Regions from separate parts of the Zea mays genome. Here region 2 is linked to region 1. Evidence: chromatin contacts called from public Hi-C data. All regions are on one chromosome and are shown on one strand. The core of a region is the stretch at or near the end of the contact, and the rest is flanking DNA. Distances in the headings are between cores, read along the strand shown.

Region 1 (2,700 bases), core at 60-2,559:
AACCATGTAGCCCAGTAGAGAGCACATGTTCCACCCCAAATAAAGCTCTTACGCCTAGAGCTTAAATCTTGTAACCAAGTGCCAAAACATATGTTAGATGCTTGATGGTGGTGCGATGTTAAATGAAATTTTCACCCCTCTTCATACACATCTAGCCATATGGCACTCAAAGAAAAGGTGTTGAATAGATTCATCTAAGTTGCATCCACAACATTTAACACTTTCATACCACTATTTTTTGCTAAATTATCCTTTGTTAGGGCTATGCCCTTAACTAAGTGCCACATAAAAAATTTTAATCTTCAAAGGAATCTTTAAATCCCAGATTGGGTGATTTATCGAAACAATGTTCGGAGCGACCAAAGTCCTATGCATAGAGCTGACTATAAACTGATCTTGTTGGAGCAGATCCCCCACAAAAACGTCTCTTTGATCATTTAAACTAATAGTAACTACTCTAGCTATTAACTGATTCAAAACAGTTAGATTATTTTCATCAGTTAAACTAGTAGTAAATACTAAAAGCCACAATAAGCTGATCAGATCGTAGGACATTAGCTAGGCTGCAGATAAATGGATATCATCCAAAGAGATTGAGCATTGGTTGGCTTTCACATGACTCAATGTGCGCCTGATTACCTGACGGAAGGATGGAAAATGGTCTTTACGTCTTCAAGTCGTTCACATGCACTGCTGCTATTACCGGCTGCACACTTGCACTTTCTTCAGCATTTGCACGCACTCACAGGTAGGTAGATAGGCAGATAGAGACATCGGCATGCACACGGACACAGTCGACACAGGCAGCAGTGCAGCACCGATTGCAGAATTCTAGTGTTGCCTGGAGTTCGGGTTATCTGGGACCGAAGGTGGTATCCGAATTAACCAAAATGATTTTGGGTTTCATAAGTTGTGACCTGAAATTTCTAAATAAAATTTAGATTTTGGATAATATGGGGTTCGGGTATTTCGGGTTTAGGATTTTTTTTTTTTTTTGCCCAGAGCTACTTTGAAGCAAACAATCAGTTTTTTTCTATGGCGTTTTGTGAGAAAACAGTGAATTTGCATGGGAATACGCTACAATCCGTGTACCCTGCAGCGGAACGCCGCAGCCACCCAGTGGAAACTGGACCAGTTGGACTGTTGGAGACTTGGAGTAGGTCTGAGAGGTGGGCCCACGCATCGTGTCGAAACTCGAAAGCCACCAAAGCGGCAATTCGTTCCAGTTCGCAAAAATTTCAAAAACCAGAGCGGCACGAGCAGGTGCGGGTACCTGCCTTCTATGCTTCTAGCCCACACGGCAACACCTGCACACACAGAGAAAGATAAAAAATAGGAGCAAACATCGCATCCTGATCCTCCGCCAGGACCGCCACCAAAGCTACGTCAGGATGGCGGCGGATCCGAGCAGGCGGCGGCCGGAGTACCATCCGGCGGTGAACGACGTCCTGTTGACGCTCACCAACGCCAGAGGCACCCTCGCCGACGTGCAGCGCCGACTCGACCTTGAGTTCCGCGCCGCCTACCCTGACCATGTCAGTATTCTCGTCGCCCTCATCCCTAACCGCTCCTTTCGTCGCTGACGGGATCGGCGGCGGCGGTTGCAGGCGAATCCGGCGAAGCTGGTGGCGCGGGTGAAGCGGTTGGAGGAAGAGGCGGCCGCGCTCAAGGAGATGTGCCGCGACCTCCTCACCCAGAAGCAGGTATCCTCTTCCCCCCTATGTTTTCACCAATCCGCGCCTTACCTGCTGCCGATGCTGACAACCGTGCTATTTTTTTTATTTAAGAATGAGTTTAATTGATTTTGGCTCGACATTTCGTTTTTATTTCCGTGTTCGATAATTTTTTATACACGCGGGATAATTAACGATTTGCCATGGTTAATTATCCCTCTACCCGCAGGAGCTGATCGACCAGATCCGCGTGAGCTTGATGGCGCAGCGTGGCATGACGCAGCGGCTGCTCGCTGCGTCCGGGCTGCCCCCCTTGTCCGACGCCGACGAGACCGTCCACAACAGCCTCAACGAGGTGATCCAAGACTGGACTGCTCAAGTCAGTCCCATCACAAGTAGGCAATCCACCTCCCTTTTACGATCGGATAGTTGCTAGTGAATTGGGGATTCATGCAGGACTGGGAACCGGTTAGAGGCGACAATGGAGAATTTACCGCTGGATTTGGGCATCCATACCCATTCCCATGAAGCTATAGACATCCCCGTCCCCGTATTCATACCCATTATGGATATAAAATTCATCTCATATCCATCTATATTCAGTTATTGGGTCCCCAATGGGTCCTTAACAAAAATAAAAGCATTATCACATTATATTTTATATGACCCAACAACAATAAGTCACCAATAAATCTAATATGTAATAAGAAAATACATTGTTTACCATATAAAACAACAAAACACAAAGTGACACATGGGCTGATGTGGTGGGTGGTCGTAGGTTGAGTGAAAGGGTTGTAAGAGGTTGTGTTAGTTGTTGTGTTTATTGTCTATTAGATTAGACCACACATCTAATTTTACTGGATGAATATTACTCATGTAATCAAGTTTGGATGATTGCTTCCCAAACTCACTATCCAATGGGTGAAGATTTTGTCCTATATATATATGGAGACATTTTTTATTCCATGCTCTAACTCTAAGGGTTAGTTTGGTAACCTTATTTTCTCATGTTATTTCCATTTTT
Region 2 (2,904 bases), core at 18-2,517, 190 kb after region 1:
TCTAATTTGATATAGCCATATAGCAGTCACAAAGAAGAAGAAAGCAACAGATACCCCTGAATACATCCAATTGAAACTGTACATTTACCTTCACATCTCGATGTATAGAGCCATGATGGTGAAGATACTCTAAACCTTTCAGGACTTCACGAAGTATAGTCGCGATGATGGGTTCCTCGAATCCAGTAGGATGCACTGATTTCATTATGTGAAGACAGGACCCCCCAGCCATATACGGCATAACCACCCATAACGTTTGGTCTTTTGCAAATGAACAATGCGCCTTGACAACGTTAGGATGGTCTATCAAAATCATTGTCTGAGCTTCACGAACGATGTTGTTCTGTGTTGAACATTTCACATTAGATACTGAGAGGCGCTTACAATCCTGGTGGTAGTGCGAGAAACTTGAATAGGATCCATGGATATGTGAACCGACAGTAACAAATACAGTAAGAAAAATGCAACTGAAACAGTGTTCAAAGTTCAAACTATTGCACCTCATATAGCCATATTCTAGATTTTTAACCAGTACCACCAAACTAGTGCTCATTTATTCATTGAGCCATTATAATCCTTCTTCAGCTATAATAATACACAAGATAATTTTATTATTCAGAAATGTGAATCCACCAAAGGCATTATTCTGAACATCACTTGCCCAAATCGTTCCTAAACTTAAAACTAAGATGTGCGCCATGGCATTCGGCGACACGCATCAGTATCCAGTGGACGAGCCGCAACGGAAGCAGCCGGAGAAAAAATAAAATGGGGGCGACGGATAGGACCAAACGGGAATAGGGAATGTTGTGGCGGCGCGCGTACCAGGTCGCTGTTGGTGCGCTCGAAGTCGACCACCTTGACGGCGACGATCTCGTCGAGTGGCTTGCAGAGTGCGCGGTACACGATGGCGCTGACGCCCTGCCCGATCTCCTCGTACAGCTCGTAGTCCTCCATGTGGATCGGGTACTTGCGCCTCTCGCCACCCCCGCCTCCCGCCGCCGCCTTCTCATTGGGCCCCGCCATGCTGACCGATTTCGTCCGGACGGCAGGTCCCAGCGCCGATCAGACGCGGTCGATGGCCGACGAAGTCGGAGCTCCGGCCTCCGGGTTTGCAGGTTCCGCCGCGGGGGCGGGGGCGGGGTGTCACAGGGTGGCCGACGACGAACCCTTGTTCCGCTGCTCCCGCACCACCATCACGCGAGCGAACTAGTGGGGAGAGGCGAGGATGTGGACAGAGGAGGGCAGGAGGCGGGGGCGTGTAGGCTGTAGTGACAGGCCGTGCGTTGCGGAGGAGGAGAAAGGAAAATGGAGAAGAGGAAGAGGGCGTGCATTCGCATGCAAGGAGGGCGCCACTTGTTCGGACTTGGCACTTCGGACGCGGGCCGAACATCTAAAACAGTTGAAAAAAAAGGATAAAAACTCTAGTTTCTTTTTTGCACTCGAAAGGCTCACTCGGTATACCAATGTACATTCGGGCAGCCTGGTCCAAGCCTAAAAAGGCTCGTATTGTTTGAATTTTGGGTCGGTCCAGCCCGTTTGAATTTCGGGCCGTGCCGGGTCGGCCATGGGCCTGCCGTCGGGCCACGGTCCAGCCCGTAATCGGGCTCATTTCGGACGGCCCGAAATTATAAAAGACCGAAATTTTATTTTTGACCCGAAATTCACATTAGGTCCCGAAATTTAGTTTTTTACCCAAAATTCACATTAGAGCCCTAAATTCAAAAAATAATAAAACAAATAAAAGATAAGACAAATAAATTTGAACAAAAGAAAACTTAATATTTGTATTAAAGTTATCACAGCTATGCAATGACTACCTTGTTTACAAATAATTTTGTTAGAAAGAAAAAGAGTACAGTTAGCTCTATACAAAGTTCGTAAGTTCAGTTTATTGTCGAATGTTCATAAAAAAATTATATAACATACTCTAATTCAAAGCTACAAAAAACATCAAACTAGTATTATCTCTAGCTTTGTGTTTTTTATCAAATATATGAAAGTGTGGTTTTAATAAACATATGGCCTTTTCGTGCCTCTATATGAGCCATTTCATGCTTGCCTTAAACGGGTCGTGCTCGTGCCCGTCCATGGGCCGTGACCTCGGTCCAAACCCGGCCCGATATAACGGGTCGTGCCGGTCCGGCACTAAAATATTTTGGGTTATGCCGGTCTGGACCGTGTTTTTTTTCGTGCTTCGAGCCGGCCCACCAGACCCGACCCAAATGTACATCTATACAATCTGGTTTTTCATCTTCCTCGCGCGCGTTTCTTCATCAACATGCACCATCACCGGCTGGTGCGGCGCCATGCGTCAGGGCTCGCCTCGACGCAGCGTGGAGAGGAAGAGGAGACAAAGGCGATAGCGGTAGTCCCCCCTCCTCGCTTGCGTGTCGGTGTCACCGTGTCGTCCGCTGCTCCCCTGCAGCTCGTATATTCGGCAATGGAGTGTTGTAGAAGGTACATGTAGTTGTCGCAAAAGTTTTGGTAGTTCTTTCTATGCATATTAAAAAAACTTATTTATGATTTAATTAAAGATATAACTAGAATTTCATTCATTCTCGAAGGAAGCATGTAGGAGTAAGACAGTAGACTATGTGTGTCTCTTTTATGGTCTACGAATTGGAAACCTTGTTCTAGGGTAAAAACTATGAATAATGAAAAGTATAAGATATGAATGAACAAAATCCGTTGTAGTCTAGTCGGTTAGGATACTCGGCTCTCACCCGAGCGACCCGGGTTCAAATCCCGGCAACGGAAATTATTTTTTTTCCCGTTACCTGCTTTTGCTGCTTTGCTTAGCTGTTGGGGGCCTTGGGCTGCGAATGGCCGGCCACCCAGCGGCCTTTTTAGGCCCACCAGTAGACCAGCGCACCGCAGCTGCAAAAAAATCCACTACCCTTG

Evidence for each region. Hi-C and Micro-C count contacts between places; a contact is called where the count stands out from the background.
Region 2: a contact with region 1 is called in a Hi-C map of leaf, with 6 times the contacts expected there. The contact joins the promoter of LOC100285238 here to the promoter of LOC100276200 in region 1. A contact is called at or near these places in 3 of 25 Hi-C or Micro-C datasets (ear, leaf and tassel).

Annotation. Positions count from the first base shown.
Region 1 is chr4:179,671,712-179,674,411 of Zm-B73-REFERENCE-NAM-5.0, forward strand. It overlaps LOC100276200, which reads left to right and starts at 1,310. Exons shown (of 4, transcript NM_001150045.2): 1 at 1,310-1,535; 2 at 1,608-1,703; 3 at 1,903-2,068. The coding sequence starts at 1,392.
Region 2 is chr4:179,863,144-179,866,047 of Zm-B73-REFERENCE-NAM-5.0, forward strand. It overlaps LOC100285238 (STE20/SPS1-related proline-alanine-rich protein kinase), which reads right to left and starts at 1,268. Exons shown (of 20, transcript NM_001158132.1): 1 at 826-1,268; 2 at 89-343. The coding sequence starts at 1,026. It overlaps TRNAE-CUC (transfer RNA glutamic acid (anticodon CUC)), which reads left to right and starts at 2,688; the gene lies at 2,688-2,760.